Regions from separate parts of the Mus musculus genome. Here all the other regions are linked to region 3. A link is a contact called in public Micro-C and promoter capture Hi-C data. All regions are on one chromosome and are shown on one strand. Each heading gives the region's core, a stretch centred on a gene start, on an enhancer-like site or on the middle of the called end of the contact. The rest is flanking DNA. Distances are from core to core; before and after follow the strand shown. Region 1 holds the start of Adam19 (a disintegrin and metallopeptidase domain 19 (meltrin beta)). Region 2 holds the start of Fndc9 (fibronectin type III domain containing 9). Region 3 holds the start of Nipal4 (NIPA-like domain containing 4).

Evidence for each region. A called contact is a pair of places that touch in the nucleus more often than the background predicts. Capture Hi-C pulls out chosen DNA fragments and counts their contacts.
Region 1: a contact with region 3 is called in a Micro-C map of the HL-1 cell line, with 2.2 times the contacts expected there. The contact joins the promoter of Adam19 here to the promoter of Nipal4 in region 3. A contact is called at or near these places in 3 of 39 promoter capture datasets (cranial neural crest, neutrophils and pre-B cells), 2 of 15 datasets of contacts at CTCF or cohesin (embryonic stem cells and stem cell-derived epiblast-like cells), 8 of 484 Hi-C or Micro-C datasets (the HL-1 cell line, brown adipocytes, embryonic stem cells and 2 more), 7 of 115 datasets of contacts at active chromatin or transcription factors (craniofacial prominence, differentiating embryonic stem cells, embryonic stem cells and 1 more) and 2 of 9 other capture datasets (adipose tissue and liver).
Region 2: a promoter capture Hi-C map of pancreatic islet shows a contact between it and region 3. The contact joins the promoter of Fndc9 here to the promoter of Nipal4 in region 3. A contact is called at or near these places in 1 of 484 Hi-C or Micro-C datasets (epidermal suprabasal cells), 1 of 115 datasets of contacts at active chromatin or transcription factors (embryonic stem cells) and 1 of 9 other capture datasets (pancreatic islet).

What each region holds. Positions count from the first base shown.
Region 1 is chr11:46,053,538-46,057,404 of GRCm38.p6, forward strand. It overlaps Adam19 (a disintegrin and metallopeptidase domain 19 (meltrin beta)), which reads left to right and starts at 2,447. Exons shown (of 23, transcript NM_009616.4): 1 at 2,447-2,673. The coding sequence starts at 2,577.
Region 2 is chr11:46,233,513-46,237,505 of GRCm38.p6, forward strand. Fndc9 (fibronectin type III domain containing 9) reads left to right here and starts at 2,045. Exons shown (of 2, transcript NM_177075.4): 1 at 2,045-2,084. All of the region lies in intron 23 of Cyfip2 (cytoplasmic FMR1 interacting protein 2), which reads right to left.
Region 3 is chr11:46,164,326-46,168,200 of GRCm38.p6, forward strand. It overlaps Nipal4 (NIPA-like domain containing 4), which reads right to left and starts at 2,034. Exons shown (of 6, transcript NM_172524.3): 1 at 1,909-2,034. The coding sequence starts at 1,951. It overlaps Gm35624 (a long non-coding RNA gene), which reads left to right and starts at 1,678. Exons shown (of 7, transcript XR_001780199.2): 1 at 1,678-1,827.

The sequences.
Region 1 (3,867 bases), core at 1,197-3,696, 110 kb before region 3:
TAGCTGTCCTGGAACTCACTCTGTAGACCAGGCTGGCCTCGAACTCAGAAATCCATCTGCCTCTGCCTCCCAAGTCCTGGGATTAAAAGCATGCGCCACCACTGTCCGGCTTACTCTCAATTTTTAATTCTTAAGAAATTACATTTTTAAAATTCTCTCTCTCTCTCTCTCTCTCTCTCTCTCTCTCTCTCTCTGCTCCCCTTCCCCATGTGTGTATCAAACTCAGTCATCAATCTTGGAGGTCAGTGCCTTGACCTGCTGAGCCACTTGGCTGGGCCCCTTCCCCTCTAAGTATCTAAGGGCACATGGTCATTAAATACACAGCAAATCATTGTCAGCAAATGGAATTTTCTCAACGTATGACAAGACTCATCTTCTTTCTTTTTTTTTTTTTTTTTTTTTTTTGGTTTTTCGAGACAGGGTTTCTCTGTGTAGCCCTGACTGTCCTGGAACTCACTCTGTAGACCAGGCTGACCTCGAACTCAGAAATTCTCCTGCTTCTGCCTCCCAAGTGCTTGGATTAAAGGCATGCACCACCACGCCCAGCCTTAGACCATTTCTATGGTGATAGCAAATGACATGCATGACAGTGAAGGACTAAATTACCCCCCCCCCCATTCATATGTTGGAACCCAAGCCTTGGTGTGACTGTACAAGAAGATGGTACCCACAAGGAGATAATTAGGCTAGAGTCCGTGAGGATGGGCTCATACATAGCACAGGCTTCCTCAGAAAACCCCGGAGCTCGCTCCCTATACTTGTATGGACAGGGCCAGGTGAAGACACAGTTGTTTACAAACGAATAGAAGAGTTTATCAGAATCTGACCTGGTGACACGTGGGGCTTGACACTCCAGCTTTCCAGGACTGACAAATGAGTCTTTAATGCCTCAGACCAGTCACACCCCTTGCCGCCTGGGGGTGAGAAAGGCAACTCTCTAAGCCACTATCTGCTTTTCCATTACAGCAGATGGAGAGAACTCACACAGTTCCTGTCCACACCAATGGTAAGAATGGTTTGATCCCTTCCCTCTGTGAGAGCCTTGCAGACTCACGGTGCATTGGTTTTGAGAGTTCCTGGCCTGGTTTTGGGGGTGGGGGATGGGGAAAGGAACTGACAAATGTAGGTGCGAGACTCCCCTTCCAGAGCCTCCTCTCCCTTGGAGTTTTGCTAACCAACCCTATACAGATTATTTCTGGCTATCTCTTTTTTCTGTTCTTCATTCATCAACTAAGGCATGTTGCACCAGGCTTTGTAATAGCAAATATACAGACTCTAAGTGAAACCCAGACATTAGCTTTGTGACCTTTGGTGAGGGGACTTAATGCTTTTCTGGTTTGATTCCCCTCCCCCAGAGGGGAGATAGAGATGAAGCCAATACCTACCCCCTCCAGATGGTCGCCTAATTATCACTGTTATTCTACACTGTGTCAATGGAGTCCAGATTAGCCTCAAATTCACCACGTAGCAGAGATTAACCTTGAACTTTGGATCCTCCAGCCTCTGCCCCATAAGTGCTGGGATCACAGTGGTGCACCACACTCCTGGAATTACGAGGTCCTGGGGATGGAACCCAGGGCTTCATGAGTGCATGACAAGCATTCCACCAGCTGAGACACATTTCCAGTCCACAGCGGACTCATGACAAGATCAACTATCAGAGGCCCTAGCACGTACGGAATGTCAATAAAAGCTAAGTCCTAAGTGTCTGCTACTGTAATTTTCTTAGTGATAGCCATCATTTGTGGGCTTCATCTTCCATTGCATCCTAAACCCTAACCATCCCAAATTCTGCTCTCTCCTGTCCCCAACCTATACAGCCCAAGGCTTCCCTCCTTCTCTGTAATCCTGTCTAGACTGTTTCTTGGGCTTGGTGTTCTGTTTCTGGAGTACAGAAGCCCTGTCCTCTGGGATGCTGGATCTGCAACCCCACCCCCTCCACCCCCCACCTCCCGTGTCAGAAGGCCTGGACTAAAGGCCCAGATTGGAGTCCCGATAGGAAAACAAGTTCTTTTAGCACTCATTTCAGTCCCTTGGAATTAACTCTTTCACAGCCTGACTCCAAGAGTAGTCAATCCTGGAAGGTAGAGCTACAAAGAGTTGTCTTGGTCACCCAAAGTACTTAGCATAAAGCGGGATAGAGTAAACTAGCTACAGTGGGGCAGAAGTGTGTGTGTGTGTGTGTGTGTGTGTGTGTGTGTGTGTGTGTGTGTGTGTTTAACACTTTCAACCCCAGTCCTGTAATCTCCCAGGCCTCAAGAATGGTTGATTACTTCAGAAATTCGGATCATCCCTTCCCCTGGGTGTCCTTCACCTGAGTCAGCGATGCTCCCGGGGGGCTTCCCTCGCTCCTCCCACTGCTGTCCCTCCAGCCACCACCAACCCCCTCCTCCGCGTGGCGCCTCCCCTCCTCCCATTCCAGGCAGAGCCCTGAGGGGCTAGGGGCGGAGCGTCTGGGATGTGGGCTGGGTGGCTTTTAGGCCGGCGTTTGCTTGAAAACCTCCGCCGCCGCTAGGCCGGGGGCAGGCAATGGCAGGGGATGTGTGATTGCGGACAGTGAGAGGGCCGTTGCTATCATGCCCGGGCGCGCGGGCGTCGCCCGGTTCTGCTTGCTGGCTCTCGCTCTGCAGCTACATTGGCCGCTGGCGGCGTGCGAGCCGGGATGGACCACAAGTAAGTGGCAGCGCGCAGATGGGTTCTGAGGCGACTAGGGGTGGTGGTGATGACTGAGGGTCTGAGAGTCGCTCTTGCATGCCGGCAGCTCCATGACCGCTATCCCTGCGGACTCCGCCACTCCCCGGGTGTGAGTATCGCCACCCCCAAGCCTAGGAGCCCAGGCTTTGTTCTCTTGTGGTGAGCCACGGGAGGTCGTGGAGCTAGTGCGCTCACTGCAATCAGAAAGCAGTAAGTCTCTCTCTCTCTCTCTCTCTCTCTCTCTCTCTCTCTTTGCTTGCCTTCCTTTCTTCATCTCCCCGTGTTTTCTTACTTTGGGCTTCTCTTTCCGCTGCTCTTCCTATCTTTGCTGTTTTTCTTGAGGTTGCTCGTCTCCGCTCTGCCTCTCTCTCATCGCTATTTTGCGCCCGCTGCTCTAGCAACCCCAGAGCATCCCCAGAGGAGCACCCCAAGCATCCTATCCCGAATCGGCGAGGGAACCACTCCCTGGATCTTGCTGGGGGCGGGGGGGTGGTGGTGTCAAAAGCATACCAGTGGGATAGAAAATCAAAGGTTTCCGAGAGATTAGGGTAGGGTGGTTTACTGGTTATCTCTGCCTGTACACTTAGCATCTCTGAAAGACCATAAAAGAACCATGCGCACCCATTATGCAGATCGTAAGCTGAAGTTCACTAACAAAAACCCAGGTGTGTATAAGTACGCCCCACATTGAAGATCTGATACTGGAAACCGGAGCTTTCTTTCCACCTCACCCAATGCCTATCTCCTCTTGGCCTCAGTTTTCATGTGAAGAAAATGGAATGGGCTCCACGCTTCCAGTTTGGACGCTGGATAATGCCTATTTCTCACAACTGTTTTCCCAGGCACCGCTCCCTCCCGGGCCGCATCCCTCAGAGGTTCTCATAGGATTTCGCGGAAGGGACGGTCCCGGAGGGGCAATGCCTGGCTTCTGTCATCTTGACCCGGGAGAGCTTATTTAGCCTTAGCTCTGAGGCAGCTGGAGAGCTGGGCTGACTCCAGACGGTCGCGGGTGCTTGCTGTACCAACCGTCAGCGTTTTTAAATCAAGCTAACGACGCCCTAGTGTACGGGCTGGGCAGGCTGCAGCCCCCGCCCCATCCCTGCAAGAACCTGACCCGAGGGTTTCCTCCACTCAACGCTCCAGCTCCTTTGCCTTGGATAGGAGAAGGCTCTT
Region 2 (3,993 bases), core at 795-3,294, 69 kb after region 3:
TGAGGTCCATCGTAGCCAGGCACTAAAAGACAAGGGCATGAAGGGGTGTGTGTATGTGTCTATTATGTAAAATCCAGGGTTCCCAGGGTAAAGCATTTACCATGTAGTCGAGAGGGCTGGGTTTAGAACTCTAGCATCTAGTAAATGCTGGACAAACATGGTCTGTGTGTAATCCCAGAAGGCCGAGTGAGGCAGGAGCTAGCTAGCTAGTGTACAACAGTGAAATCAGCGAGTTCTAGGTTCAACTAAGAGACCGTGCTTCGATAGATTAGGTGCATAGTGATTGGAGAAGTCATCTGATATCCACTATCAGCTTCTGGCATCCACACGGACACACACATAGTCACACCCATCTGCACACATACACCAGAACACTACACACACACACACACACACACACACACAAATTTAGAACTCATCTCACCCTCCATTCAGACATGTCCAGGCTCTTGGACAGATGACAGTGAGATATTTTTGTAATGTTGAGGAGACCAGGAAGGAATTTGTTGGGATAAACAGAAAATTCAGGAGTCCTCAAAGGCAAGGCAGACTGGGTCCCATCTGCCCCAGGAACACTAAGCAGCTTCCATTTCTCGCGTCAGTTCCAGGTGACTGACTGACTGACTGGCTGACTGGCTGGCTGGCTGGCAAGCAGCCGTTCATTCATATGTCTGTGCTCAGAACTCCAAGGCTGAGTGTGAGCTCAGCCAGGAGGGGAGATGTGCTGTATTCCTAGAATGCTGTGACAGACTGGCACAAACATGGTGGCTCATAAGTGACAGGATGCTTTCTCACACAGTTCTGTGGACAGGAAGCCTGAAATCAGCACGTCTGCAGGACAGCTCCCCTGTCCCGTCCCCCCATCCCCATCCCCTATCCCCGCCCGCTGCTCATGGATCCATTGCTTCCACTCCTGCCTCTGCCTCCACATGGCCTCCTCTTGTGTGTGTGTCTCCATGGGTTCAAACGTTCATTCTCTTAGAAAGACTCCATAGAAGTGATCAAGGGTGATTTCATCTCGCGATCCTTAACTAATTAACACCCATGAAGGCTCTACTTCTAAAGCCATGCTCTAAAGTTCATGTTGAGGGACCACCAGTCCATGGGAGATAATGGTTGAGCAATCTTGACAAGGGTATTTGAAATGTTGGTACCCGTGTTTTGCCCCTGAGGTGTTCGAAGCTTTAGAGTTGAAGGAACTGGGATCCAGGCAATACAAGAATCTCGCCCAGAACCATCATGTAGAGGCACTGCAGGAAATGAGAGGAAGGAGGGGGAGAATTTCCAGGGGGGAAGTGGGACAGGAAAGGAGGGGACAAGTTCGCCACAGAACCGAAGGGCATCTTTGCATTTGAAACCACTATCCACAGATGGAGATGGAGTAAGACAATGATCACTGGTCAGCCTTCAAGATGGCTCAGCAGTAAACCCCTTACCTCAAGGAGCCTCAGGACCTGAGTTCAATCCCCAGAACCCACATAAAAATGCCAGACACGGGGGTGTGCCTTTGTACCTCAGAGCTTGCAAAGCTCACTGGCCAGCTGGCCTTAGCCTGCTGGGTGCAAATTCCAGGCTCATGAGAGACTTTGTCTCAAACAGAGAGTAGACGGTTCTGGAGAAATGACACTTAAGGGCTGCCTTCTGATCTCTACATAGGTATGACATGAACATGTGTACCTGAAGAGAGAGAGAGAGAGAGAGAGAGAGAGAGAGCGCCAACTACAGAGAAAATACACAAGCACTAGAAGAATGTGCTATCTTGGGGATCAACCTGCAAAATTTTTCAACCTGCTCGTTTCTTGCTGAAGGAACCAAAGCTCCTTTCACTGGCAAAAGCCTACTCAGACTGGTCCCTGAAAGCATTGTGCGTAGATGCCTGCTGGTTGCCATGGTGAATGATGCTGATCTGAAGAATGAATAATGTGAGCGTTGGGGGCGACAGTGGGATTACTCAGTGGTGAGTGAGAAACATCAAGGAGAGCCTGGTGCGGAGGAGGGAGAAGAGGGAGAAGCTCGTCACCTGGGATCCGGTCCGCTCCGGCTCAGAGGGGAGACGTCTATACCAGACACACTGCGAGCATCAGGTAAGAGGCATGGATGGCTGTCTTGGAAATAAAAATGGCTTTTCCTTTCACACTCTGCCTGGAGAGGGGCCAGGCTGTGGGGACTGGATAGCTAAAAATGGGAAGAGTTTAAAAACAGAAGACGGGGAGAAAAAAAAAAATAAATACGAAGAGATGGATTTGTCCCTGGAAGCTGGAGATGCTGTAGAAGCAGTCTCGGTGGAAGCTCTTAGAAACGTCTGCTGCAGGGAACCCAGGCTATAAGATGGCCAGCAGCAGGGGGGAGGCAAGCAGAAGGGGAGGTATGTGTACAAGGACAGGATGCCCGATCACCCCGATGGGAGGGCCTTACAGGGCGCCTGTGTATTAACAGGGTATGAATTCCGCCCACTTACGGAGGTTGGAAGTGTGTTTGTTGGGTATGTAGGTCCCTGGGTGGGGAGGTGGGCATACATCAAGAGACCCGAGGGAGAGTAAGTCCGTTTCCTTCTGAAAGCCATCTCTGGGAGGCTCTGTACACCCCTGCCTCATCTTTTGTATTTCCCATTTACTGGGTGCAAATTCCCAGCCACGTGGAGAGGAGGAAGCTGCTTTCTCAAGCATGTCACTGTCTTTAGAGATGGAAACCAAGGACTGAAAACTTACTTCACGCTGTTACGTTTTCCCCTGGCTCACCTAGCCTAACAACACAAGCCCAGAAACAGAAATCAGTTTGGCTTAATATTCACTTTGGGCTGAACGTGCCCGCTTGCCATTTCAATCTTCCGCAGCATCTGCACTTCTGGCTGGGGATGGGGAATGGAGAAGAAGGCAGAGGGAGACCGGAACATATAGAGCCTGGCAACGCTTGTCTAGATTTTTGATCAGGGGGGATTCAGAAGGAAAGCTTTCTCTCAATCGGAGAGAATGAAAGAAAACCCAAAAACCTTGATGCCTCTCCTTTACCAAAGCTGAAAGGCTTACAATCTGAACAGGGCTCATCTGCCATACAGCCAACCAGGGTACCTCATTTACCAATAATTTAATAATAATAATAATAATAATAAATAATCAACAATAATAATCTATTACTGAACTCAGGGGCTCTGCATTGAAATACAGTGGCTAAGTGGGTAAGTTCTCTCTCTTCCTGTGAGCTGATACTCCAGGCCGCTCATTAATAAGATGGGAATGGAGTCTGTTATTGTGGGAGAAGCCACCTGGCACAGCCTGGATCCAGCAACTGCCGATTTGCTGTGGTTCTCAACCCCTTTGGGGGCCAAACGACCATTGGAAAACACAAACATTTACATTACAAGTCATGACGGTAGCAAAATTACAGTTATGAAGTAGCAACAAAAGCAATTTTATGGTTGGAGGGTCACCATCACATGAAGTACTGTATTAAAGGGTTACAGCATTAGGAAAGTTGGGAACTAGTGGGTTAGACAGTCACAAAAGTCATAGTACTATTGCTACTTTTAGAAGTTATGGGGCAATTAGAAGTTAAGCTATCCTGGGAGCTGAGGACCTTGATCTGAGAAACTAATTTCTTGCACCTTGGGCTTTGACAAAACAAAACACTTGCAGAAGCTTTGAGGTAGATCGCCACTGGGGGGCGCCAGAGGGAATCTCTACTAGTCATGGGAAAAGTAACTTGTCAAAAAAAAAAAAAAAAGCCATTGGGCAGAATGTTCTAGGTAACATTACAGCATTCACAGCAGAGGCAAGAGGTCAGGACTGAGCTGAGAAGCATAAGGTAGGCCCTCAGAGCTCTCTTCACGTTGCCTGTGTTTGGAAGGGCTGGGAACGACACTGTCAGTGATGGATCTCAGCCAGGATGGGCTGTGGCCGGGATGATGTGGGTACATCTTGAGCCTGAGGGCTGCTAGCTTTGTCATGAGCCAGTCCTCATTCCTACCTGTATTCCACCACTGGCTTACTAGCTTAA
Region 3 (3,875 bases), core at 784-3,283:
TGAAGTCCCATAAAGAAAACAGAAGCTGGGACCGAAATCCCAGGAAATGTGTGTGTGCTTTGCTGTGAGACAAGAAGTCATCTACGCGTAATCAGACTGGTTCTGCATAGCTCACTCTTGTTCCACCAGCTCAGGGCATCCTTGCCCATGAGCCTCATCTGGGGAGTTCCCTGAGCCCAGGAAATGCAGGCAGTAATGTCTGTACCCTCACCTTTCCCCTGCTTTCCCCAATCTCACTGCTAGTGGGCGGAGCCAGAGGACTCACCCCAGCCAATCAGTTCCCCTGAGCACATCCATGGAAGTCAAGTTCTCCCAGTACAGTGAAGTTATAACCAGAGAGAGCTGGTGGCCTAGGGAACCCAATTCAGACGGAGTGCACATGGGAAAAATGGATTCCTTGTCTTTTTCTCTAAAATGTTCTAGGACCGGAGATGTCTGCTGCCTTGGGATACGGGGTGAGGCTGGAAAGTCCCGCCTGGTTGCTTAGGAGACTGAGGTTCAGCCAACACCTAAGAGCAGGCTTCAAGCTCTTCGCTGAAGAAGGGCAGAAGTTAGGGACTCAGAGCATCACACAGGCTGTCCTTCCAAGACAGGACGAAAGTAGAGAAAGTTCCAGATGGAACAGAGAACAGCAGCCACATAGGTCCAGGAGTCTGAATCCAGGAGGTGGTTCATATTCCCCACCGTGGTAGCTGCCACAAATGATTAGACCTGCTGCTGCAGCCTCTGTTTCTACATCTCTAGAATGGGCATAGTGAAATTACAACTCTGTGTCCTGGGGACGAATGGAGAATGGGCATAGTGAAATTACAACTCTGTGTCCTGGGGACGAAGGCCATTGTTAGTATACTTTCCTAACACACACGAGGCCCTGGCTGGGTTCAGTTTCCATCACTGCAAAAACGAAAAGAAAAAGAAAAAAGAACACAAATGAAAAGAATAGAAAACAACAACAACAACAACAAAATGTTTTAAAACCTAGGCTGAAGGCTGAGGAGATGGCTCCTTGGGTAAAGTCTCCTGCTCCCAAGTTCTGGCCCTGGAACTTATGTAAAAGCAGCGAACTCACTTCTCCAACTTGTCCTCTCACTTCCATCACCTCAGGATGGCACTTGTGCCTATAAATATATATCATTTATCACACATGAGAGAGAGAGAGAGAGAGAGAGTGTGTAATATGCACATAGACATATGCACACTAGTAATAAGTAAATTTAAAAATAAAATCAAAGCCCAGTGACTTAGGCTCGCATTTCCTGGCTGAGAGGAACGGAGGCAGGAGAATCACACATTTTAAGCTATTCTGGACAATTTAGCAAGTCTTTGTCTAAATACAACAATAACAACAACAAAAAAAGATAAAACAACTGCCTGCATATCATATTAGAGTTTGTTTCTGGGACTAAATGGAATATAGTTCAGGGAAGGACCAAGGTCTACATAGTTAAGGAATATTCCAGAAAATCGAGGGTATTTCCTAAGCACTGTCTGAGGTCCTTTCTCTCCCTTTTCAAAATGTGTTGTGTAATTTTGGACTAGGGAGCCTCTCTGTTCCTCTACTCTCTGGTTTAGATGATGGAAAGATGTCAACAGGTTATCTAGTTAGCCTGCAGCAAGCCAACACTACTCCTGAGTTTTCTATCCCACCCCTTTCACAGGCCACCTGCCCCAGTGCGCTCTGTTTTTCTTCTTTCTGTTGCTTCAGCTCCCGGCAGCTGCCACTGGGGAGGTGACATCTCCGCCAGACCCGGAACTTCAGGACAGTTTGGGAGCCGAGTGGGAATAAGTTGCTAACCTCCCCTGTTCCCAGCTTTGCGGCCCCAGCAGGTGAGGAGGAGATGGCGAGGATGGTGGGGACAAGGTGAGAAGCGCAGCACCCGCCCAAGTCTCCCTCACAGCCGCACGCACCGTTCTCGCAGCTGCCATTGGCGTTGGCGACCCGCAGCTCCATGGGGACCTGGGCTGACAGCGCCCGAGGTCCGCGGTTCCTGGGCAGGTTGCCGTGACTTGTCCCAACGTGGCTCCGGCAGGCACGGCACGGGAAGCCGCCAGGGTCCGAACCCAGGGGTGGGGAGAGTGACGCGCGCCCCGAAGGGGAGGGTCCTCGGGGAGGAGTCACCCTGTGCCTTGGGCAACACCGGGCGATGGGGAATCAACTCTGGGGCAGGGGCTCATGCCCTTCTGGGGTGCGACCGCAGCTGGGTGCCAGCCACCGAGTCATCCGCCCGTGCCAGGGGCAAGAGAGAGGGGGCGGGTTCCCCGGGCCCGCCTTTCCGGGATGCCAGCACCCACATGTAGCAGAGTTGATACACTCCGGATGGCACAGAGGAAGCCACTTTGGGAGATGGAAGTATCAAAGAAAGGTCTGAGAACTTAGTTCCTCCCCTTCTTCTTTTATCCTCCTGGTCTACTCATCACTGCCTTACTTAGAGGTCTGATCTGTGCTGGGCACTGTGGATGACGGGAGCCCTTAAATGTTCAGTGAATATTTGTGTCTCATGAATGGATGATGGCAGGGGACTGGTAGGCTGAATGGAAGAAGGAAATGAAGTGATTGGCAGTCCAAATGAATTCTGTTCTTACATAGTTCTGGGAGAAGCGAACTAAGACCAATCATTTAGAAGCAGATATTTTCCAAAATCACCGTTCATAAATTTTATACATATATAATAAAATTATATAAGCATACCTGTTTATATAATAAGAGTTGTGATTGAATGTTTATGTGCAAAAGTGATGGCATACACACACACACACATATATATGTGTGTGTGTGTGTATGTGTGTGTAGTGATGGACTCTGTATGTGCTAGTATGTGGGATGTATTGGGTATATTAGTTAGCTTCTTTATGGTACTCATTTCATAATATATATATACATATAAAGTCATCACATTGTATACCTTAAATACACGCAGCTTTCTTACACATATTTGTGTGTGCATATGCGTGTGAGTGTGCAAGCCACGGCACTCATGAGAAAGTCAGAGGACAACTCCCTTTCCACCGTGTCCCTAGGGTCTCAACCCAGGTTAGCAGGCTTGTGCTGTTACCCACAGAGCCTTCTCACCAGCCCTGCAATTTTTATTTGTCAAAAAAAAATACCTCAACACGGTTATAACAATAATTGTAGTGATGGTGGTGATAATAACAAAATCAAGAAAGGTATTGACTCTTCGGATGACGGTAAAACTGAGTCAGAAGGACCCTGACTGCCTGAGCCACGGAAATACTGTGAAGTGCTTGCCATTAGCCAGGCAGTGTTCCAAGTCCTGACCAAATCCGGTTTGTTTAACCCCCATGTCTACCATACTGGGTACATACCTTTATTATCACCAGAGAGCACACTAAGCATAGCGAACAGGTAACTTGTCCTGAATCTCAGCTGGGAACGAGAAGAACCCAGATGGAGCCCACAAAGGGTCACAGAGATTGAACCGCCAACCGAGGAGCCTGCACGGGACTGACCTCTGCACATATGTAATGGTTGTACATCTTTGTCTTCATGTGGGACTCCTAACAGCGGGTGCAGAAGCTGTCTCTGATCCTGTTGCCTGCCTTTGGGACCCTTTCTCCTACTGGGCTGCCTCTTCTAGCCTCAATAGGAGAAGCTGCACCTAGTCCTACTGCTACTTGATATGCCAAGGATAGTTGGTATTCATGGAGGCCTCCCTCCCCTTTTCTGAGGAGACGAGGAGGAGGGGTGGATGGGGCAGGGAGGGTGGGAGTGACGGACCGGGAAGAGGAGGAAGGGAAACTGCAGTCAGGATATAAATTAATTAATTAGTTAGTTAATTAAGAGACAGCACCAGGATGAAAGGCATGATGAAAGGTCAGAGCTGAAAGGTCAGCTCTGGCAGCGAGGACATCTTTGG